7 separate regions of the Mus musculus genome follow, and regions 1, 2, 3, 4, 5 and 6 are each linked to region 7. A link is a contact called in public HiChIP or PLAC-seq and promoter capture Hi-C data. All regions are on one chromosome and are shown on one strand. Each heading gives the region's core, a stretch centred on a gene start, on an enhancer-like site or on the middle of the called end of the contact. The rest is flanking DNA. Distances are from core to core; before and after follow the strand shown. Region 1 overlaps Erc2 (ELKS/RAB6-interacting/CAST family member 2). Region 2 overlaps Erc2 (ELKS/RAB6-interacting/CAST family member 2). Region 3 overlaps Erc2 (ELKS/RAB6-interacting/CAST family member 2). Region 4 overlaps Erc2 (ELKS/RAB6-interacting/CAST family member 2). Region 5 overlaps Erc2 (ELKS/RAB6-interacting/CAST family member 2). Region 6 overlaps Erc2 (ELKS/RAB6-interacting/CAST family member 2). Region 7 holds the start of Cacna2d3 (calcium channel, voltage-dependent, alpha2/delta subunit 3).

The links. Promoter capture Hi-C pulls out the DNA fragments that hold promoters and counts their contacts. HiChIP or PLAC-seq counts read pairs in DNA pulled down with a chosen protein or histone mark.
Region 1: a contact with region 7 is called in a promoter capture Hi-C map of hippocampal neurons, with 8 times the contacts expected there. The contact joins the enhancer-like site here to the promoter of Cacna2d3 in region 7. A contact is called at or near these places in 6 of 39 promoter capture datasets (cranial neural crest, frontonasal cranial neural crest, hippocampal neurons and 3 more) and 3 of 115 datasets of contacts at active chromatin or transcription factors (embryonic forebrain, embryonic stem cells and neural tube).
Region 2: a promoter capture Hi-C map of liver shows a contact between it and region 7, with 5 times the contacts expected there. The contact joins the enhancer-like site here to the promoter of Cacna2d3 in region 7. A contact is called at or near these places in 7 of 39 promoter capture datasets (the C10 cell line, cranial neural crest, hippocampal neurons and 3 more) and 2 of 115 datasets of contacts at active chromatin or transcription factors (embryonic forebrain and stem cell-derived neural progenitor cells).
Region 3: an H3K4me3 HiChIP or PLAC-seq map of embryonic hindbrain shows a contact between it and region 7, with 16 times the contacts expected there. The contact joins the enhancer-like site here to the promoter of Cacna2d3 in region 7. A contact is called at or near these places in 8 of 39 promoter capture datasets (3T3-L1-derived adipocytes, the C10 cell line, cranial neural crest and 5 more) and 3 of 115 datasets of contacts at active chromatin or transcription factors (astrocytes, embryonic forebrain and embryonic hindbrain).
Region 4: an H3K4me3 HiChIP or PLAC-seq map of forebrain shows a contact between it and region 7, with 8 times the contacts expected there. The contact joins the enhancer-like site here to the promoter of Cacna2d3 in region 7. A contact is called at or near these places in 4 of 39 promoter capture datasets (frontonasal cranial neural crest, hippocampal neurons, pre-B cells and 1 more) and 4 of 115 datasets of contacts at active chromatin or transcription factors (embryonic forebrain, embryonic hindbrain, forebrain and 1 more).
Region 5: a promoter capture Hi-C map of hippocampal neurons shows a contact between it and region 7, with 6 times the contacts expected there. The contact joins the enhancer-like site here to the promoter of Cacna2d3 in region 7. A contact is called at or near these places in 6 of 39 promoter capture datasets (the C10 cell line, cranial neural crest, hippocampal neurons and 3 more) and 2 of 115 datasets of contacts at active chromatin or transcription factors (astrocytes and neural tube).
Region 6: a contact with region 7 is called in an H3K4me3 HiChIP or PLAC-seq map of forebrain, with 7 times the contacts expected there. The contact joins the enhancer-like site here to the promoter of Cacna2d3 in region 7. A contact is called at or near these places in 5 of 39 promoter capture datasets (hippocampal neurons, liver, maxillary cranial neural crest and 2 more) and 2 of 115 datasets of contacts at active chromatin or transcription factors (embryonic forebrain and forebrain).

What each region holds. Positions count from the first base shown.
Region 1 is chr14:27,974,115-27,977,332 of GRCm38.p6, reverse strand. The region is part of intron 8 of Erc2 (ELKS/RAB6-interacting/CAST family member 2); the gene reads right to left. Among named protein-coding and RNA genes, the nearest start is that of Gm34996, 99 kb to the right of the region's middle. Within about 2 kb of position 1,447, at least 12 of the 459 cell types and tissues checked have an H3K27ac peak or open chromatin away from gene starts, as enhancers often do. A contact at or near this core is called in hippocampal neurons, where this site is marked.
Region 2 is chr14:27,936,982-27,940,168 of GRCm38.p6, reverse strand. The region is part of intron 7 of Erc2 (ELKS/RAB6-interacting/CAST family member 2); the gene reads right to left. Among named protein-coding and RNA genes, the nearest start is that of Gm34996, 62 kb to the right of the region's middle. Within about 2 kb of position 1,493, at least 9 of the 459 cell types and tissues checked have an H3K27ac peak or open chromatin away from gene starts, as enhancers often do.
Region 3 is chr14:27,787,811-27,790,655 of GRCm38.p6, reverse strand. All of the region lies in intron 4 of Erc2 (ELKS/RAB6-interacting/CAST family member 2), which reads right to left. Among named protein-coding and RNA genes, the nearest start is that of Gm45645, 52 kb to the left of the region's middle. Within about 2 kb of position 1,410, at least 25 of the 459 cell types and tissues checked have an H3K27ac peak or open chromatin away from gene starts, as enhancers often do.
Region 4 is chr14:28,056,250-28,059,228 of GRCm38.p6, reverse strand. All of the region lies in intron 14 of Erc2 (ELKS/RAB6-interacting/CAST family member 2), which reads right to left. Among named protein-coding and RNA genes, the nearest start is that of Gm34996, 180 kb to the right of the region's middle. Within about 2 kb of position 1,273, at least 57 of the 459 cell types and tissues checked have an H3K27ac peak or open chromatin away from gene starts, as enhancers often do. A contact at or near this core is called in forebrain and stem cell-derived neural progenitor cells, where this site is marked.
Region 5 is chr14:27,997,106-28,000,186 of GRCm38.p6, reverse strand. All of the region lies in intron 8 of Erc2 (ELKS/RAB6-interacting/CAST family member 2), which reads right to left. Among named protein-coding and RNA genes, the nearest start is that of Gm34996, 120 kb to the right of the region's middle. Within about 2 kb of position 1,611, at least 6 of the 459 cell types and tissues checked have an H3K27ac peak or open chromatin away from gene starts, as enhancers often do.
Region 6 is chr14:28,164,372-28,167,162 of GRCm38.p6, reverse strand. The region is part of intron 16 of Erc2 (ELKS/RAB6-interacting/CAST family member 2); the gene reads right to left. Among named protein-coding and RNA genes, the nearest start is that of Gm52097, 220 kb to the left of the region's middle. Within about 2 kb of position 1,407, at least 51 of the 459 cell types and tissues checked have an H3K27ac peak or open chromatin away from gene starts, as enhancers often do. A contact at or near this core is called in forebrain and second pharyngeal arch cranial neural crest, where this site is marked.
Region 7 is chr14:29,720,534-29,723,738 of GRCm38.p6, reverse strand. It overlaps Cacna2d3 (calcium channel, voltage-dependent, alpha2/delta subunit 3), which reads left to right and starts at 1,875. Exons shown (of 38, transcript NM_009785.1): 1 at 1,875-2,093; 2 at 2,786-2,867. The coding sequence starts at 1,972.

The sequences.
Region 1 (3,218 bases), core at 198-2,697, 1.7 Mb after region 7:
TGACTGGACTCTCTTACTTAAGTCAACAATTAAAACAATGCTCCATCTTTCAGCCATAGAACTCGTGGTGGCGCATGCCTTTAATCCCAGCACTCGGGAGGCAGAGGCAGGCGGATTTCTGAGTTCGAGGCCAGCCTGGTCTACAAAGTGAGTTCTAGAACAGCCAGAGCTATACAGAGAAACCCTGTCTGAAAAAACAAAACAAGACAAAACAAAACAAGAACTCATCTAGAAACTCACCAAAATGCACAACACAAAGGGAAGGGAGGAGGCACCACCATGTTTCCTCCATGCTTTTTAGGAAAACTGGTGGTGATACTTTGGTCCCATACATGTGAGTCCACAACAAGGGTGATAGTGTAGCTATCAAGGGAATGGGGAATGTTCATAAAGGATTGCCCATAATGAATGCCACAGCAAAACAGGAAGAGTCCACCACAAAACAGGAAGCATACACAGCATCACCCATCATGCAATGAGCCTCACTGTAAACAAGTTAGGGGCAGGATTCTTGCCAAAGAATTCAGTGTGTGAACTGAGCACATTAAGCACTCTATGTGTGCTTCTTGAAGTAGGTAAAGGAGAATGATCAGAAGAAAAGGGAAACCAGAGAGAAGGACACCTGGGTTCAGGTAAAGTGCCAGCCTGCTCCATCCAGAGAACCACTTTGTGAGGTTTACCAAAGGAGCCTGAGCTGCTGGATCCCTTTCCCTGTGGAGTCCTAGCTTAATGTACAAAAAGAAATAAAGGACCTAGACTGTAAAGAGGATTAAAATAAAAGGCAATCCTCCATAGACATGGCCACAGCCCACTCTAATGCAGAGCCTCAACTGAGACTCCATTGTCAGCTATAACTATATTGGGTCAAGTTGCCAGCATCATTGCCAATACTCAAAGGCACACATATACATCAACATCATAATTATCATTGTAAGCCTTGAAAGTCCTACAGAGGATGCATGGGAAAATGCTACACATATTGGCTGAGGTATTCAGAGCCCAGAGGTATTCTGTTAACCTGTGTAAAATGCATTTAAGGAAACATTATCTATAGGCAGGGGGAATAGATAGTCAAGATGACTAGGTAGGCCACATATAAAGGGAATGACTCCTGTGAACAGCTTTCTCTGTGTAAGTATTATTGCAGGTATGATCTGCCTAACATACACTAATGAGCATCCCTGGATTGGATGCTACAGGTACAGATGCATCTCACCATCTCCCAGCTGTGGCAAACAAAAATTCAAATGCTCACTGCAAAGCAGGAATGGGAGTTGAGATTATACTGCCTTAAACCCAAGACCACTAGTGTGGTTCCAGATCCAACCCCTGGTTTGCCAGCTGGATTCCTGCCTTGAGATGCAGAACAAGCTTGCATATACTAGGCCCTACTTTAGGTGCACATCTCACTGCAGTGAACAGAGCCAAGGCTGGAGGTGGTAGGTGTGGGAAGAGCAACAGTCATCTCCTCCTCTGAGCATTATTATTCATGGATGGTTCCCTCCTGCAGCCTACACAGAACGTACCATACCCAGAACAGTGAGTGGGTTTAACATTTCACTGGGGCAAATGACTCTTCTCATAGATGACACTATTCTAAAGACAGAAGTAGATCTCAGAGAAATTTCTCCTTTCCCAAGTTCTTATTCATCAAGAGCCCAGTATATTTTGATAGAAGGCAGGTTAACATGTGGTAAGAATTTTGCAAAGAGATGAAGTTATCTTCTTTATGAGTTCAAAATCTCTCCCAGACTGCAGTAGCAGCAAAAAAAATTTCTAAAGGATATGACATATAAATGAATTCAAAACTCAAGGGTGGAGGTTGGAGCTTTTTAGAGGAAGGGTCTTGGGTACATCCTGTCAAAGAGGCACATGTGAACATAATTCAAGGCAGTCCTAAAAGTCTGAATCCCTCCTGAGTTGGCAATGTGACAGAGAAGGGTGTGAGGGCATCCATCAATGGAGGTGACACTTGACTGCTCATTTACCTCTAGTTATGAGCCCTGACGAGGTGTGCCTCCTCCTTTTGGCCTCCTAGTTTGACACAGTTCTTAATTATAAATAATCTTGTTTCTAAAACTAATTATTGTGGTTTGAGATATTTTTCTTATAGATTTTTATGGCTTAAAGTAGTCACAAGTAGTTCTGCTATATACACTACCAAAGAGTATGCTTTCGATAGCATGTCACATGCAGTTGCCTAAAGGGTTGTTAGGCATTAATACCTAATGTTAATTAATTAATTAGTTAATTAATTAATACCTACCACAATATCAGCTTCCTGAGATCAAGAGGATCTCTCTCTCTCTCTCTCTCTCTCTCTCTCTCTCTCTCACACACACACACACACACACACACACACACACACACACACACGAACCTTCAGAACTGTAGAAGTTACTGGTCCACACACAGGGAGTGTGGTGGTTGAGTAGGAATGGCCTCCACAGACTCCTGTGTTTGAATGCTTGGCCCACAGTGAGTGGCACTATTAGGAAGTATGATCTTGTTAAAGAAGTGGGTGACTGGGAATGGGCATTGAGGTCTCAGAAGCTTAAGTCTGGCTGGTGTCTCTCAGTCTTCCTTCTGCTACCTGTAGATCAAGATGTAGAACTCTCAGCTACTTCTCTGGCACCATGTCTGCCTGCATGACACCATGTTTCCTGCCATAATGGTAATGAACAAAACCTCTGAAACTAAACACCAACCTCAAGTAAATGCTTTCTGTCATAAGAGTTGCTGTGGCCATGGTATCTCTTCACAGCAATAAAAACCCTAAGACAGAGAAAATTCAGTAAAAGAGTGCATCTTTACCCCTAAGTTTATTGTCTGTCAGAACTTCAACCACTGTAATCCCAAACACGGAGAATAGAGGTGCTGAAGTTAGCAGATCCATACACACCATGCACAGGAGCCAACTCCACTTGCCCTTCCTTCCATTCTCCCAGTCAGAAGGCAATCTACATATCCACTGCTTGTTCTTCCCTCACTATATAAAGCACCCCTGGTATATGCATTTACAGTGCTCATATAACTGAGACCTAAAATGAAAATGGATATTGAAAATTTACAGCAAATTCTTGGGTAGCAAGTTTATGTTCTAAGCATCCATGAGCTTCATGGCAATCGAAAACTGCTGTGGTTTAAATATCGCTACCATGTCCTAAAATCATGGGTACTATAGACGCTCCAAATGTACACTGTCATCAAGGTTTTAT
Region 2 (3,187 bases), core at 244-2,743, 1.8 Mb after region 7:
GTCCCCCATATCCAACCCCACTCCCCTACCCACCCACTCCCACTTCTTGGCCCTGGCGTTCCCCTGTACTGAGGCATATAAAGTTTGCAAGACCAAGGGGCCTCTCTTCCCAATGATGGTCGACTAGGCCATCTTCTGATACATATGCTGCCATACCCGGGGATCCATCCCATAATCAGCCTCCAAATGCTGACACCATTGCATACACCAGCAAGATTTTGCTGAAAGGACCCTGATATAGCTGTCTCTTGTGAGGCTATGCTGGAGCCTGGCAAACACAGAAGTAGATGCTCACAGTCAGCTACTGGATGGAACTTAGTTTTTAAAACAGCAATTTAGAAGTCTATAGAACACGCCATACAAGTAGCCCTGGAATCCCGTAGTCCAGACAGATGTTCAGGACCCTCTACTACATCAGAGGAAGCCGTCCAAAATTCCCGAAGAGAAACACAGCCAGGTTGAGCATGCCATGTAATGAGGTTAAGGAAAAAAAAAAAAAAGGCAAGTAGCTGGGTGTGGTAGTGGACAATGGAGAAAGCAGGAGAAGCAGGGGTTCGGCTAATCAATTAAATTAAATTTCAGCGAGGGGGTCTAAAACTACACGGACACAGTTCCAATAGCATTAAGCTAACTTCAAAAACAAAACCTCTAAATTTTAGGTAAATTACTGAAATAATTATGTCAAAAGTAATGTATATACAACTGAACTGATATTTTTTTGGAAGAGAACTTGAAAACATTTTTCTAAATTCTGTCATAAGGTTAAAGCTATGATTGACTTAAATAGTAATAGTATAATTGTAATATATATTTTCATAGTAGGAGAATTATTTTTGGAAATGGTTTATAGCAAGAGTAAAATGGGTATTTTTTTAATTTTCAAGAATACAGTTATACATCACATACTTGGAGATTTTATTATATTGCGCTAAAAGCAATACAGACATCCATCACAGACTTATCTACATGATAAACTAATGGAGAGAAGCCTTGAAATGTTTTAATCCCACATCTCTGGAGCCCAAGACACAAGCTTTCAAAGGGTTTCCACTTATCCCTCTGGTGACTCCTGCCTGTTTTACTAGTACTTCTAAACACTTCCCTGCACGCCACGTCCTCTCTAACTCAAAGATTATAGCTCTGGTGTTCCTATTCCAGACCTGGGAGCTCCCTTAGCTGAGTAAAGGTGGGCACATTCTATTCTTACACTCGTGCCTTGTAGAGTACCTGACCAGGACACCTGGGGTTGTTTTTAGGCATGCGCTGTAGCTGGTGACCTGTACAGCTCTCTCTGTGAACTCATGTCCCGCACTGAGTGCTAGGACCAGCAAGGGATTCTATGCAGGAAGCTAGAAGAACCACTTGGGCAAAACAAAAAGACAAGCAGCCAGTGAAACATCTGACTTTTTTTTCCTCCCTCTCAGCTCTGAGAAACCACCTCCTTCTGACTTGCTTAAGACAACATCTGCCATGTGAGAGGACGTGATAAACGGTGGCAGCACCTGGACCACTGTGCAGAGCTGGCCACTCTCACAGCATCAGCATAGTGACCCTTAACTCATCAGCACACCACTGAAGCCAGGGAGGAAACCAAGAAGCCAGGCAAAGGATGAGTTGAACTTCATTCATGGGATTTCAGGACAAAGTGGGCTTCACCTGACGTTATAACAGTTTCCATTGAACCATGTCAACAGCTCCTCAAGGAAGACCAAATGGTGTATTATGTGAAAAATCCCAAGGACTGTTTCTTAATGTTTAGCAGCAATTGCATGGCTTGGTCACTGCAACAAATATTGCTGAACTGTTTAACGTATAAGAGACATTTAAAAGCAAAAAAAAGTCCAAATTCTAAATATGTAATTCATAAAACAGCATATTTTCTTTAATTCATTTTCTCCAAGTTTACAATATCTGTACTAATTCTCTGTAACTAGATATGTTCTGGATACATTCTTAGAGAATCTGTGCAGAATAAAAATTTGAAACATCTTAAAACTAACTAAAAACATCTTTCTAGCACGCTGCAAGGCAAATGCTTTTTAGATGTTTTGCATTTTTATGCTAAACAGCACAGCTGTGATTGATAAAAAGCAATCAAGCTAATTTAAGTCAATCAACTCCAGGAGGTTCTCATCGCTTGGATAAAAATGCTCTCCCACTCCTTAGAAAATAAATAAAGATTTAACAGAGTGGCTGGATTTTCTTGACTCTGCTTTCTTGCCATTCCAAAGGCAGCATATAACCAAGAAATCATGTTAAACAATTTCTGTCACTACTTTAAAGGAGAATTCAAACTTTTTAAAGTCATGTTTAATTAAATAGTCCTGGGCAATAGTATATTCTCAGAGAGTAACAAACACTGAGAAAAATAACACACATCCACACACATACAAACACAAGTATTCACACACACACACAGAGGCACATATACATGCACACAGTTCTTGTGAAAGGTTCAAAATCGCTGATAGACTATCAGTTACATTTCAGTCTCTAAGGAGACTGTCATGCTAAGCAATATAGTTGATATTATTAAGATGATTCTGGACTTTTAAGATAACCATCTACATAATGTAAGTTCAAGAGCAAGCTGGGAAGGCATGCCTTTAGCCAGTTTCATACATTATGAGAAAACCAGGAGGGCTGTTAACATAGTCCTTTCCCACCGTAATGATGGGAAGGAAGATGAAATAGTCTCAGTTTTCCATTCCCACCAGCAGGTTGCCGCTCTGCACACTGGACACCTGCAAACATGACCTAATGAACTGGAGCAATATCCTCAGAGGCTGTCAGCAAAGATACTAGCTACTCTGGTGGGAGAGCGCCCCCAAATCATTTAATCTTTCAGATACCTTTACCTCCAAAAGGTAAACTGAAAGCCCTCACCCCTTGTCCTCCAGATCCTGGAACGACAGTGGGAACTCTGATGCTCATGTCTCTGTCTGACAGATGAGTATGTTAATGTCTGTTTTGAGAAGTTAAACACTGCGAGGGAGCAGAGCCCATGCTGGGTTACACACATCAGATGCTTAGATGCTTACAGCCTCCTTAGATCACAGGGTCTGTCTCTTAATTTCTTAAACATGGGAAGGAGTACATTAAGGAAAAGACCATGATAAACAAATGACCAAGACTGGAAATTTCAGTCTGGAGAGCCTCAGTGGAATTAGCAGAGGTTATTAAAAGA
Region 3 (2,845 bases), core at 161-2,660, 1.9 Mb after region 7:
GCAATTCTGAATCTGAGCTGTGACCCCATTTGGCAAACTTCCTTCTCCAAAAATAGTAATGTTACAATTCATAACACTAGCAAAATTACAGTTATGAAGTAGCAATGAAAATAATTTTATGGTTGGAGGTCACCATAACATGAGAAACTCTACTAACGGGTCACGGCATTAGGAAGACTGAGAATTACTGATCTAGAGAAATATCTCTAAGGCTGCCCAAGAGATATTAAAAAGAAAATAGCAATAACGGACAAAAATGAACCCAAAGCAAACTGAACTTTGAGTGGTAGCTCATTTCCACACCCCAGAGCTATGTTAAATATTGAAGCATTCCCTTGACAAATGACCTCTAGACAGAGAATGGACACTTGCATACAGAAACACTTCCACAAACCTATGAGATTCTCTGCAAGAAAATAATCTGCTCTATTAGTAGCTGTTAAAATCATGCACTAGCAAGTTCATGTTGGAAGATCAGTTCCTTGCCAACCTCATTATATGGCCAGGCAGAGTTCAAAGATACATGCAGAAAACAGAAAAAATCTGTAGCCTAGAGAAAACTAGTGTGTTTCTCCAGGAAGGGGGTGGGGTGGGGGGACCCTGAATAAAACCATACATGGTTTTAGAGTGGGAGAAAAGAAAAATGTTTTCTAAAACCAGAGAACCTGGTCAAGTGGGTCAAAAAAATAAGTTTCTATGCATCCAAAAATCTGAACCATACATGAGTTCAGATTTTAATGTAACATGATTACATACTTGCTGTTATTTCAATGCATACCTTTAGTTAAGCTGTACTGGGGCTCTGCCCAAGGCAAGACTTTTTAATAGCAATAATAAAAATACTTAATAGTATTTAGAGCAAAGCATGTGTGGTCATAATGTCGGAGAAAGGAAAGGTAATTCTGAACGTCTGCTGCACATTTCCACGTGATAAAACCACTACACTAAAGACAGACTCTGAAGCTTGGTGGTACTGGGGGTGGGGCAGTCCATGTAGAGAAACATCACTTAAAAAGCAGGAAGGGAGACCCAAGATCAATTTGAGTAAAGCAAAGACAACAACTTTTAATATAAAATAAAACTGCCAATTAATGGTGAGAGTCTGGTGACCAGAAATTGAGGTTTGTGTGCCTTCTTGGACCCGTGACTACCTCCTGAGAGTCAAATGACCTTCATTTTCACTAAATCCAAACTTTTCCACTTGCTATTTCCGAATAGGATGTCACCTCCACCCCCTCCCTTAGATTTCTTTTCCAGGACACAGTCCTGTATTTCCTGAGAGGAGGGAAGGACAGATGTAGGAGTGGGGATTGGAGGCAGCATCTCAATCCAGTGCCTCCTCTCTTCCTCCTGCTCCCAGCCTGCCCACTCTTCTCCCCTTTCCTCCCTTCTGTTACTTTCCATGCTCAAAGCCCCAACCCCCTCCCCTCCGCTCAGCACATCTGTTTCCTACTTCAGTCTCCTGCTCTTACAGTATGGTGTTTGTGGTTTGCCCTTCCTTGAAGTTTCCAGAATACTGGGCTGGCAAGCTATGTACTTTCCACTGGCCTAGGCCAGCCATGGGGAGGATATATCAGTTCACAACTGATCTTGTCTTCCAGGGTACTTCGAAATGTCTAAAGCCACAATTTGTCAACAGTGTCTTCTTCATAATTTGAAGGTAAGGATGTGGGTGTTATTTAATCTAGTAGGTAAAATGCTGCCACCACGCCCTTCTCTATCCCCACCCCATCCCTAACCCCAGCTTGCTGCTAAACACAGCCCCTCTACAAAAGACTTTCCTGCCCCAAATGTCATGATACTGAACCACTCTGGGCTATAGGAAGGAAACAACTTTCCAGCAACAGCCTTATCAGTGTTAAGGGGCTTCCCTTAACACTGACAAGGCTTAAGTGGGGACCCTACCCAGACATCTGGCTGCCCCAGGGGCATAGGCCAGCTGGGGAGTTGGAGGTTCTCTCTCTGAACAGACCTGATGAGCATTTCCAATGGAAAACTTATAGAAACTTATAACAACTGCCCTGACTGAACAAAGACGCTCCTTTTCAAGTGAGGCCCTTCAAGCAGCTATAGGTCTTTAAAGCACTCATCACATAGGCCTGATGTATCAATAAACACAGATCCTTATACTAAATAAACAAAATCTTAATAGAAAAAAACAAAGAAAGGAAAAAGTCTGATTTTAAAAAAATTTATTAATAAATAAGGTTCATTAGTTACTTTTCTGCAGCTATGGAAAACTATTTGGCCATACAGAAGAAAGGTTTTATTTAGGCTTCCAGTTCCAAAGGGAGACAAACCCATCCCCATCATAATGGGGAAGCGTAGCAGTAAGCAGGCTTGGCAATGGGACTAGCAAGCTGAGAACTTGCATCTTAACCCCGAGGATGGAGGAAACAGAGTGGATTAAGAGTAGCACATGGCTCTGAAGCCTCAAAGTCTGTCCCCAGTGGCATACTTCGTCCAGTAAGGCCATGCTTCCTAAATCACATATCCAAACATCTGAACCTGTGGGGCTCTTATTCAAATCACCATGGCAGGGTTAAGTGATACAGGTTACGAGTGCAAGGCAGAGAACAAATTTTCATCCACAATATTCACCATGTGGGTCCTGAGGATCAAACTCGGGTAGTCAGGCTTGGTGGCAAATGTCTCTGCCTCTGAGCCATCATCAGCCCAAATGCGTATGTTTATTAGGCCAAGAAGTCCTAATTGGCTCAGAATTTTTATGATAGATCTCTCATGTGCATTGTAAAGTTAGGGAATACTCCCATGTGGCTCCTTTTAATCCACCTAGGTTGCTTTCCAATACCCACAACCCTTTAAATGAGTTTCAGCCTTCTGT
Region 4 (2,979 bases), core at 24-2,523, 1.7 Mb after region 7:
GGAAACATGATCACAGATACTCCAGGTCATGTTTCAATAGCCTCTTAGGTGCATGGTGTTGCAACCAAGCTGACATTCAGGACAAACTACCATGAAGGCACACAGAAACAATCTAGCACGTCTGGATGCTCGTGCCTCTTCCTCTTCTACAGCCTAGGTTCAAATTCAGAGCGACCTTGAATAGATTATCAATAACCTTAGTAAACCTCAGTTGATTCATTTATCCACGCTAATCAAGCCTTCCTATGGTGTTGTTATGGTGATGAAAAAAACTAAAAACTTCACATAGAGCACTTAGAACTATCTTTTTATAAAATTACATCTGAAAATGGGGTCTAATTATGTTTGAAGATTAGGTCGTGACGAAGCCTCCCGAGCTTTTACACACTGCAAAACTTGGTATACTGGCTCCTGAAACCAGCCTACAAAACAGCATCACCTAACATTAAAGAAACTGACCAAAGTCAAGTTACTGCTAGGCCCAAACCATCTTCAAAGCCTGCAGGAGAGCCAAGGGTCTGTGGGAGACGAGAAGGCAGAGCAGCAGACCGACCAACAGCAGGGACCTCCCACTCTCCCCAGCAGCCCAGATGGGAGAAGCCAACACAGACCCTTTCCATCAGGCAACAGACAAAGTCATTAAAGCTTCAAAGTTTAAAGTTTAAAAGTTTAAAAACAAAACAAAACAAAAGGCCCGAGCTCTGTAGGAAAAAAAGAGCATACATTGTGATGGCATGATACTACCCTCTGACCTAAAACAAAGACAGCGCGAGGGCCTGCCCTGGGAGTGGGCCCTTCACTCTGTACTGCCAGCCCTCCCACTTGTCTCGGGCAAGATCAAGGCAGATGCAGCTTCCCCCCTCCCCTCCCGCCCCTGAGCTACCGAGGGGCGGGGCTAGCTTCCCCACAAAGTTGTTTTGTTTTTACTTTGTTTTGTTTCCCCAAAGGACAATCATCATACATCACACCAGAGGCCTTCGATTCTTTTTCATCGTTTTTATGCTGCAGGGATTCTCTGATCACACTGTGTGGGGCCATGTAGAACTGTCCCAAAAATGATTCCTGGAAGAAGCAGAAAAACCCCTCCTAGAAATACATCTTCTCACTTGGCTGCTGCCCCAGAATCCCCGCCGGGAACCATCTTAAGCAAGCAGGAGGATGGATGGCCCAAGGTCTTCCCCCATCTCTGCCTTTCATGAATCTTGAAGTAGCTCCAAGGCTGATGACTGCCTTATACAAAGACGCTGCCTCCACGGAGGCCACTCGCCAGGTCCATTCACACTCACTTCAGAAAGAGGAATTTCACATTCCTGCTCCAGAGAGGGTGAGGATCAGACCCGCAGTCCTGAAGAAGGCTGCTCTAAGTGCCAACACAAACAGCTTCTCCTCGGCTCCCATTGTGAGCCGCTTTCATCAACGCTCAGCATCCTTTGTGTTACAGAAACAGATTTCCACCCCAAAAGAAGCACATTAGAGTAGTCCCTAAGGTTCCCAGGGTGCTCGGGGCCAAACCAATTCATACAAAAACAAAAAAGTCTTGCTGTGGAGTAGGATATAGCAGTTAGGTACAGCCTCCAGGATCAAAAAAGGCTGTGTGCGATGCTGCTCGATGCTGCTCCTTACTTGGTAGCTGTGTAAGAGTGAGACCATTACGTCTAATCCCCAGCCTCAGTTTCCTCCTTGCAAAACCAAGATGAAGACCATCATCTCTCACCTTGCTGTCGCTCTGAGGGAAGCATAAAGTATGTCTTGTAGAACGCAGAGCTCTGTGCCGGGCATAAACTAAGTACTGAGTGAAGTTGTCCCTAATTTCTGTGGCTAACAACTGTAGACTGCTGAAGAGCTGCGTGTGTCAGCTCCCCTTTATCAGCACACATGAGTACTACAGGCTGGTTTCTGTCTCCCACACCACAGTTCTTATTGAGACATGACTTGTTCTTCCAGAAACACAGAAAGTATGAAACAAAATTCTGCAGTCTTTGCTGGTTTTTTTGTTTGTTTGCTTGTCTTTTAAAAAGGAGTAAATATGTCAGGGCTGGAGAGGTGGTTCAGCAGTCAAGAAGCACTGGCTGCTCTTCCAGAGGTCCCAGGGTTCAATTCCCAGCACCCACATGGCAACTGTTCCATAGGATCTGATACCTTCTTCTGGCTTTCAGGGACACCTGGCCCACACATAAGTACACAGACATACACAAAAGTAAAACTCTCATGCATATAAATAAAAACACATAAATCCTTTCTTCAAAAGTATGTCCTCATCACTATGGCTCCTTTGTTGTCATTCCCTCCTATGCATGCTGGGTTTCTCCATCCCTCATCCTTCCATCTTTAGTTTCCTCCCCCCACTCTCCATCTTGGGGAAGACACAGAGCTTACAGCCATCAGTAGACTCCTGTTGCTTCCTATACTCAAAATGCTCATAATATCTCCACTGAGTATGCAAGGAATCCACTGTCTGGGCTGATCCTTTTTGGCCATTTTTTCTGCCTGCTATAGGATGCCAGTGGCAGACCCACCTTTTCTTCTGAGCATGCCTTAAATATTCCCACCTCCTTGCTTTCGCTCAGACTACTTACCTACTACCCCATCCCGTAAAATCACTCACATATTTCCATCCAGAGTAAATACCATCACATTCTTTGAAACTTTCTGGAGCACCCACCTCTCTGAATGCTCGAACTCTCAAAGATACTGCCACCCTTTGTCACATATAAGGCCTGGTTTTAGTCTGTCTTTACAATCTGCCTACTAGGTGAGGCTGCTTCCCTAACACTTTAGAAAACTGACGAGCTGAAATCTCACTGTTCTTATCTGCTTCCTGCCATGCTTTCTATTCTGACACATGTAGACAGGAACTATCTTCAGGCAGGTATTGTTGAAGTCAGGGGAGGCTGGGAAACTAGGATTCTCAAGGGGAAAAGGACCTTGACATTGTGTTGGGTCTCACACAAGAGGATGGAGAAGTCAGCACCCAAGGTT
Region 5 (3,081 bases), core at 362-2,861, 1.7 Mb after region 7:
AAGGTCTAAGGATCCAAAAGCATTATTCCATAAATTTTAGTCAATATGCATCTCAGCTCCTACATACACATACATCACACATGTGAGGAGCCAGGCCAGGCCAATACATGAGAGGGGAAATGGGTCTCTCTACCTCCACGTCCTCTCTAAAAGCAGCTCAGACCTTGGGAGTGTTTGCACTGATTATGTGCACATTCTGAGATGCTCGGGGTCTGAGCATCTCCCTTAAAGGATCCTTCCATGGGAAGTCACTGGTTACTTATAATTACTCTATATACAGCCTACCTCTGCTTGGAACACATTGGAAATAAAAAGATTGAAGACGTAACAGATTCCCACTTGAGAGAGAGAGAGAGGGAGAGAGAGAGAGAGAGAGAGAGAGAGAGAGAGAGCGCACAGATCTGGTAAATTCTAGAGGCTTCAGTGTAAATGGAAAAGAAACTCGAAGGTAGCACATTCACAAAGGAACTCACACAATATGTACTCACTGAGAAGTGGATATTAGCCCAAAACCTAGGATACCCAAGATATAAGATACAATTTGCTAAACACATGAAACTCAAGAAGAATGAAGACTGAAGTGTGGACACTATGCCCCTCCTTAGAATTGGGAACAAAACACCCATGGAAGGAGTTACAGAGACAAAGTTTGGAGCTGAGACGAAAGGATGGACCATCTAGAGACTACCATATCCAGGGATCCACCCCATAATCAGCTTCCAAACGCTGACACCATTGCATACACTAGCAAGATTTTGTTGAAAGGACCCAGATGTAGCTGTCTCTTGTGAGACTATGTCGAGGCCTAGCAAACACAGAAGTGGATGCTCACAGTCAGCTATTGGATGGATCACAGGGCTCCCAATGGAGGAGCTAGAGAAAGTAGCCAAGGAGCTAAAGGGATCTGCAACCCTATAGGTGGAACAACATTATGAACTAACCAGTACCCCGGAACTCTTGACTCTAGCTGCATATGTATCAAAAGATGGCCTAGTCGGCCATCACTGGAAAAAGAGGCCCATTGGACACGCAAACTGTATATGCCCCAGTACAGGGGAACGCCAGGGCCAAAAAAATGGGAATGGGTGGGTAGGGAAGTGGGGGGGGGTATGGGGGACTTTTGGGATAGCATTGGAAATGTAATTGAGGAAAATATGTAATAGAAAATATTTTTTAAAAAAAGAAAAAAAAGAAAAAGAAAAAGAAACTCGGTTTCATATCTCTGCATCTTAAATTCCCATTACAAGGACCTGAGGTCTAAACTGGGTCCAGGCAAACGAGCTGAAACGGTTAAGAACTGCTTTTACTTTCTTCCTTTCAAGCTTGATGTCCCTCACTCTTTCCAGCAGTCACCAGCTGTATTTGAGAGGTCTGATTACAGCACAGGCCGAATTTACAAAGTCCAATAATGATGCAGGCTCTGCATTCATTTGGCTAATGGAAAGGAGTCTGTCTTCTGTGAAGTGTCAAGACTCCAATCTCATCTGCTAGACTGACAACTGAAGAAAACACAAACCTAGCTTCTTTTCTCAATTAAACACAGGCTCCTTACACTTCCCTGGGAGACCAGTCCTGTTGTGCAATTGGATATTTAAAGAAGCAGTCTGCTTTTGTTTATACACTTTTGTTTCCTATTAAGATCCAGAATGTGTTTTGCTCTTTTATTGTCCAAGGCAGCTTCCCCACGTACAGTTTCTGAATCCCAGGGATAGATGGTAGAGGATGGAAATCAGCAGCTTGATTCGCTAACAGACGCTCAAGTCCCCTAATACCACTGGATGCTGTCTTAATCAGAGGCCACACCGAAGGAAAATGAGTCAAATCCATACGGATCCAAAGGTGTCCCATGGCAAGTTGTTACATCATATTCTGCAAAAGCACGAAATGGGGGCCATTGGTGCTGCTAAAGCACGGAAGTCTCTTTCCAGAGAATAGATCAGGGTTTCTAGACATTTGCTTAATGTGTACCATGAGTGAGCTGTGATGCCAAAGGGCAGCATTCAAAACACACAGCATACTGAAATAAGCCTTTAGAATAAAATTGAGGAGGAAAAGGCCAGTGACACCCTGGAAAGAGAGCCAAGCTCTTCCAGGTCATACTTCCGAATCTGCTTTGTGTGTGTGTGTGTGTGTGTGTGTGTGTGTGTGTGTGTGTGTGTATGTGTGCGCGTGTGTGTGTGTGTGTATGCGTGTGCGCGCGCACACACACTCGTGTGTAAGAAAAAAAAGTTAGCTGTAACTTTCTAAAACTATAGAATCCTGCTCTGGTGTCTAACTTTCCACAAGTCTCTCCCACTAGGCTTCTTCTTTTACTTGGTTCAGTAATTGCTGGCAAGAGGGGCCACTTGCACCCTCACCAAAAGGGGCAAGTGGCTAATTATTTCTGTCCAAACCCATCTGCAGGCAAAATCAGTTGCAGATGTAGAACTGTACCCACCAAAAGAGAAGTTGCTTCCATAGCATAGGCCTGAGATATAGCGGAATACCAAGAAAACCAAGCTACAGACCTCCAACTGGGGGCAGGGGTGGGGTGGGGAGGTGTAGCTCTGTTTGGCCCTATAAATGTACTTTCATGGTAATTTTCTTTGAAAAAAAATAAAGAACAGCAAGCAAAAATGGAGATGGGAAGAAGGAAGAAAGAAAGGAAAAACAGAAGAGGGGGAAAGGGCAGAAAGAAAGAATGAGTTTAAGGAGATTCAGATAAACAGGTTAAAACTGCTCTCCACATTTATCTTAATCTAAATGCTGAGCCTTAAGCTCCCTCTCTGAAATCCCCACTCTGCCCCAGTCTCCTTTTTACAGGGAGGACAGGGGAAGGGAAGAGGAGCTGTGGGCAAGGAGCACTTAGTGCACTCTGAAAGGGCTTCCCCATGTTGAGTACTCTGGTTGCTGACTTAATCCTGCTAAGGAGCCTCTCATTTGGTGATGTGATCTGTTCCGCAGACAAGAGTTGCCAATGCCAGGTGGAAAAGGGAAACTTGAATCCACATCTGTTGGAGACTAAACATGGTGCGGTTTTGTGCCAGTAAACTCATTAAGTGCCAAGTGTTATGGAAAAACCAATCAGGCCAGCGGAATACT
Region 6 (2,791 bases), core at 158-2,657, 1.6 Mb after region 7:
GGAATTAAGGAGAATTGGTTCCTATTCAGCACCATGTCCTCAGTTTTATCTTCTTGTGTCGTTTCTGCTCTGAGCTACCGCATGGTTTATAGAGTACATGTCTTTGGTCCATGTAAGAAGGAATTTAGATTTACTGTGCTGGCAGGAGAAATGAATTTATAAACTCTACATACTTAAGTGTGCTTAAAACACTCGTGATAATAAGCTGCAGCTAGGCAAATGTGTGATCTAAATGACTCTGAGCAAAAATATTTGTCTCTGCTGCCGATCACACAAGTGCAAGACTGCTCATGGTGGAACAGAGATGGAGCTGTGGCCCTGCCAAGAAGCCTTCAAGATCAGGCAGAAGGTGCACACCACTCACAAACTGAGAAGGAACTGAAACGCACTCTGTGATACTGCCACATCCAAAATGCAATTCTTGGACGAGTGGCTTTTGCCCCAGCATGTGGCTGAGGGGACACACAGGGAGAGGCCATCCTGAGCACCACATTGCATTAAGGCCAACTTGGATCCTGTTTTCCTGGCATGTAGGACCAGAACTCAGACTAAGATTCTTACAGGGGTCCCTGGTGTCAGCAAGTCTTCAGAGAGTGAAACTCCCTACTCTCTTTGCCCAGTCCCTATGCCTGCCTGGTTCTAGCACTGCCTCTTTGATCTTGTACAGATCAGGCCTGCCAGGGTATCATGAAAACTGTGCTATGTTGTACCCATCCCTGAGACTCAGAGTGTTGTCCCAACTCACTCATCATTTTCAGCCTCTAGCTTTCAAACTTCTTCTCTAAATGGCTAGTCTAATTCCAAGAGGAAAGACTTGGCATCCCTTGTGATGATGACTCCTGGGTATAGTCTGTCCTGCAGAGGCCTTGAGACGTCTAGAGCAGTATCCCATGCTCACCTCTAAGGGCTCCCAACCCATAAAATCAGTCCTTGTAAGATTTCTCTCCTCCTTCCTCCCTCTAGCCCAGACCTTTCTAATACCCTGGGGTAACTCCAGGCTACATTACAACACTTCATTCTTCTAGGGCTTCAAACACTGAAGTCTGGAAGGCTTGCCTGCTCAGGCTCTCTCCACCACTGTCCATGCCACTGTCAGAGGGACAGAATGACCAGAATCTCTAGGCTTCCTTTTTCACCCACCTGGCAGAGCTATACCTAATGAATACCAAATGGGCCTCTCTGATGCCTCTGCTGGGCAAGAGCGGCCATTGCCCCATTACACCTCACTGGTTTTCTTGGTGTTGTGGTAACGTGTCACCTTGCTTGGCTGGGTGGTATCACGAGGTGACCACATCCATGTGCATGCTTCCCTCCCCCCTTCAGGACCCCCCACCCCTACCCATATCCAGCCCCTGTCCTCTGGAGGAGGATAGGCAAGTGAGCACAAACTGTTTGGCGTCCTAAGCCAGAGCTAACTGAAGCCTGCTGCAGGCCCTGTTCATCTGCTTTAACCTCTCCCTGTGCTGAAGAAGACAAAGCACAGACAGAAGAAACGCCACCAGAGCCATAGATGATGGCTCTGTGCTTCTAAAACCCAGTGCTGCGTGGGCCTGGGGTAGAAATGCCCTTCATCCTAACCTAAAAGAAGTAAGTAAGTAAATAAATAAATAAACAAACAATAACAAAAATCATATCTCAAATCACAGAGCAGAATTCTTTCCCCAAACTTCCTCCCATTCCTCTTCATTTCACAGATATTTAAAGCATGTATTATGTTGCTATGGACAATTAGCCTTTTATCCAATTTGACTTGAGAGTTTAACTCTCCCACCCGAAGGTTTTAATTATGCCCTCAGCCCAGTACTTAGGCCCTGGTTCCTGCAGCTGGAAATCTGCCCCAGTGATGTTGTAACCTTGTTAATGTAACAAAAGAGGAGTTTACTTAAAACTGGACTCACTATGGACTTAAGCCAAATTTACTTGAAAGAGGAAAGAGTCTGTCAAAAATCCTACAGTAAACACGGCAAAGCAGCTCTTTCAGAGCCTCCCCTTAATTCCCAGCGACAAGCAATTTACATGTAAGTGAATTCATATGCTCCACCAAGAGGCTGGGCTCCACAGCGCAGGCGCAGTGCACTCACCCCTACACCCACCTCCCATTTTTCTTTTCTTTCCTCCCTTTCAAATACTTTTCCCCCGTTTTAGATATACACAGTAAGCTGTTCTCCTGAGCAAAACAGCATGAACCCACAACGTTTTAATCGCTCAAAGCATAATTAGGACCCTCTAAACATTTACTGAGCAAGTCGCTCTGAATAAAGGCAACCAGAATCTCTGAAAGCTGCTCACAGACCTGAAATGTTGTCCTGTCAAAGACATACTTTGCATTCTGTCTAAGCTGCCTGTCAAGTTCAAAGGCCTCTCCAGCTATCGAGGCATAAGTGGGAGGCGCTGGTGAAATACCCAAGCCCACGTTTGTCATGGTTGCCAAGATCCGGCAGGTTTCTTACCTTCTCTCCTAATTAGATTACCTTTCTAGTCCACAGACTAACAGAAAGCGCACAGTACACTAAACGTGCTGTGACAACAGGGACAGGATTGAGGGAGACCTTTCTGGGAAAGTGTGAAAGAAAATGATCCTCCTAACACCTCTGGGCACATGGGGAAGAGGCAATGCTGTGGGTGATGTCCTGCTGCAAGGGGGCGGGAATCCCTGGCATCTTAGACACAACCCAAAAGACATTAACTCCCCCTACCCCAAGTAGGAAGCCAGGCAGGGGCTCTCTTTAACATTCATTATTTTTAACTGTGCTCCTTGACAAAATCCACCCAGAGCAAACACTGGCCTGCG
Region 7 (3,205 bases), core at 626-3,125:
TCATTCATTCAAACATCCATTTAGAAAACTCTTGCATTCTGGCAAGAAAATTAAATTTCCTCCCAGCCTCCAGTTTGAGTGTCAAAGCCATATGGACCACTAGCCCCGGGGTCAGGCTGTGCTTGGTTCAGTTTGGAAAGGGCTGGCATGCGTTCATAGGCTGGAGGTGTGTTCAGAAGCAGAGAATTCATTATAACTAGTTAGTCATCCATGGAGACACTGCCCGTGGGTGGGGTGCACTTGGCACTGGTGGGCCGGGTTCCTGGTGCTGCTTCCCTAGGTAGGTGTGTGACTGGCCTTAAGCCCACGGAGGCTGGGGTCTACCAGTACTCAGAAAAAAGCCTGGCAACGAGCCCCTCACATTCGACTCAGTAATCCAAACCGTTCACCACCAAGATAACTTTTCCGGAGACTGCTGTGAGGGAGAGCCATGCTGGATCCTAGCCGGATACTACCCCTACCCTTACTCAGTTCTCTGCAATTGAGTGCAAAGAACTAGGTAGGGTGTGGGTGTGGGGGGGGGGGAGAACCCCTGTAAATCCCAGAGGCGGAAATACATGCACATAAGGAGAACCGAGGCGGCGGGGGCGCGTTCGGAGACTAGGCGAGGTCAGGAGCGCACGGCTGCCCCAGGTCGCCCGAGTTTGCTCCGCCAGGCGAGGATGACTCAGCCTCACTCGGGTCTTTACCGTCAGCCCGCGCGAGGGCTCCACAAAGTTCCTAGTCACACCCTAGAGCTTGAACGAGGATGGGGGACAAGGTTTTTCTAAGGGTGGGGCCGCGGCAAAAGAGACATCCTGGGGCTTTCCCTGTGGGTATTCAGAAGCCTCGCCCGCGCTCAGCTGCCTCTTCCCGGGCGGGGGCTGGTGTGCGGAACCTCCGTGCTCGGAGCAATCTGAACCCCCCTCCTCCCCCCGCAGAATTAAGGGTGTCTGCCGGTCAGGTTGGACTTTCCGCTGCGTTTGCTTCCTTTCCCGCCCGGGCATCCTGGTCCCTGGGTGCACCGTGTAGCAGTGCGGACCCCGGACCCCGAGCTTCAGTAGGCTTGAAAGCACCCCGGCCCGTGGTCCGGAACGCCAGCGGTAGCTGTGCGGCCGCCGGGTGCCCGCGCCGCGACTGCAGCGCCACCCTCCGCGCTTTCCTCCAGTCGCCGCGGCGGTGGAGCAGCGATGGGCGGCCACGCCGCGGTGCACTCCCTAGAACCCGACCCCCTTGTCCCATCCCCAGCCCGTTCTGCCGCTATACGAGCCGGTCCACTGCCGCTGCCGCCGCCCGCTGGCTTCTTCCAGACTTCTGCCTCTTCCCAAGGAACCGTGAGGGGAATCGGGAGGGGGTCGCACCACCTCTAGGCTCCGCAGCCCCCCACCACAACGCCCCTGACCAGTCCCCGGGGCTCCTGACCAGATCAACTACTGGCAAAGTGTGGAGCATCGGGGTCCTCGGCCTCGCTCCCGAGCCGCCCACCCCCATTCCGCTCCGGTCGCCAGGGCCTGGGGACCGCCCGGGGCCACCCGAGAGTCGCGCCCGTGGCGGCGGACTGCGGAGTTGTAAAGAACTCAGCGGCCGCAGTGGGCCGGACCGGGCGAGGCACGAGCCGTGGCGGCCAAGGACACTTGAGTTTGCGAGTCTCCGCCCGCGAGGCGCCTCCCGCCCTCCCGCCGCGGCTCGCCGGACTCCCCGGGGCCGCCGAGGCGGGGCTGGGCAGCTGCCGCGGCAAGAGGCGCGTCTCGCTCCCTCCTCCCGCGCCTGCCTACTCCCCAGTGCTCCCTCCCGCCTCCTCTCCGCCCTCCCCTCCCCTCCCCCCGTACCCCGCTGCTTCCCCCCCCCCCCTGCTCCCCAAGTGAGCCGGGCGCGCGAGAGGCAGGAGGGGCGGCGCGCGGCGGAGCAGGCAGCCCAGCGCGCTCGCCCACCGCCCGCCCGGCGCAGCTCTCCGCGGCCGCTCCAGTCGCCGCCGCCGCCGCCGCCGCCAGGATGGCCGGGCCGGGCTCGCTGTGCTGCGCGTCCCGGGGGGCCTCGGCGCTCCTAGCCACCGCGCTTCTCTACGCCGCTCTGGGGGACGTGGTGCGCTCCGAGCAGCAGATCCCGCTCTCCGTGTAAGTGCCTGGTGTTGGGACTCCCCGGGAGGGGCGGCTAGCGCCCGAGAGAGACCCGGGGCGCCCAAGTTTGGGCGCCTGCAGGTGCGGCTGGGCAGGACCCACGGCGGGTGCGGGCCTCGCCTCTTGCACCTGCCTCTCAGCATCAGCACCCAGTGGCGGGAGACTAGGGTGGAACCTTCTCGCCCTTTCCCTGGGGCTGGGGAGTAAGACCTGGAGAGGTTCACCTCAAGTGACAGCGCCAAGTTTAGAGCCTGTTTACAGACTGCAACTTCCACGGGCTGTTTAATGGTCCCCTTTTCTGCTACCTTGCCATCCTACTTTTCCGGGAAGTGGGGTGGGGGTGGGGATGGGTGGATTTCTTCAGAGTAGTATTTGCCAGGTGATGCTCATTTTAGGTGTTTAAGTAACCAGGCAATTGTTTCTATGAAAGCCCGTGGTCTTCTTAGAGAGCCAGGCTTTACACCTTCTGAACTCCGGTGACCCCGGACCCCATCCCGCGCTGCGCTCTACATCTTGGTGCGGGTAGTTTGTAAGAGAGAGTTTTTTTTTTTTTTTTTTTTTTTAATCTTTCTTTCCTTTTTCCTTTAATGTTCTATCGCCCTGCTCTTTCAGCCACAGCCCGGTGTGTGCGCGTGTGTGACGGTGACACTGGTATTACATTTCTTCCCTCTGCTCTTTTCTCCCCATAGAGTGAAGCTGTGGGCCTCCGCTTTTGGTGGGGAGATAAAATCCATCGCTGCCAAGTACTCGGGCTCCCAGCTTCTGCAAAAGGTAAGGTTTCTGTGGTGACAGACAGCGATGATTTTTCTAGCACAGAAAATGGAGGCAGATTTAGTTTTTCCAAACAAACGTGAGCCCAGAGCTGCATCAGTTATCAGAGTAGTCTCTGATCTCCCGTTCTTGGCATTGTACTGTGCAGTGACTTCTCCCTACCAACCGGTTATTTTTAGATGACACTTGATTCCAAACACAAAGAAAAGCAGGATACTCACTCGCACTGTCCTGGCTGGGGCTCGGAAACAGTGTGTTTGCATGGCTCTTCTCGCAGTTGTTGGTATTGCTGTCTCAGTGCGAGAGCAGATGCTTCCCTGGCCAAAAGATGCTAACTT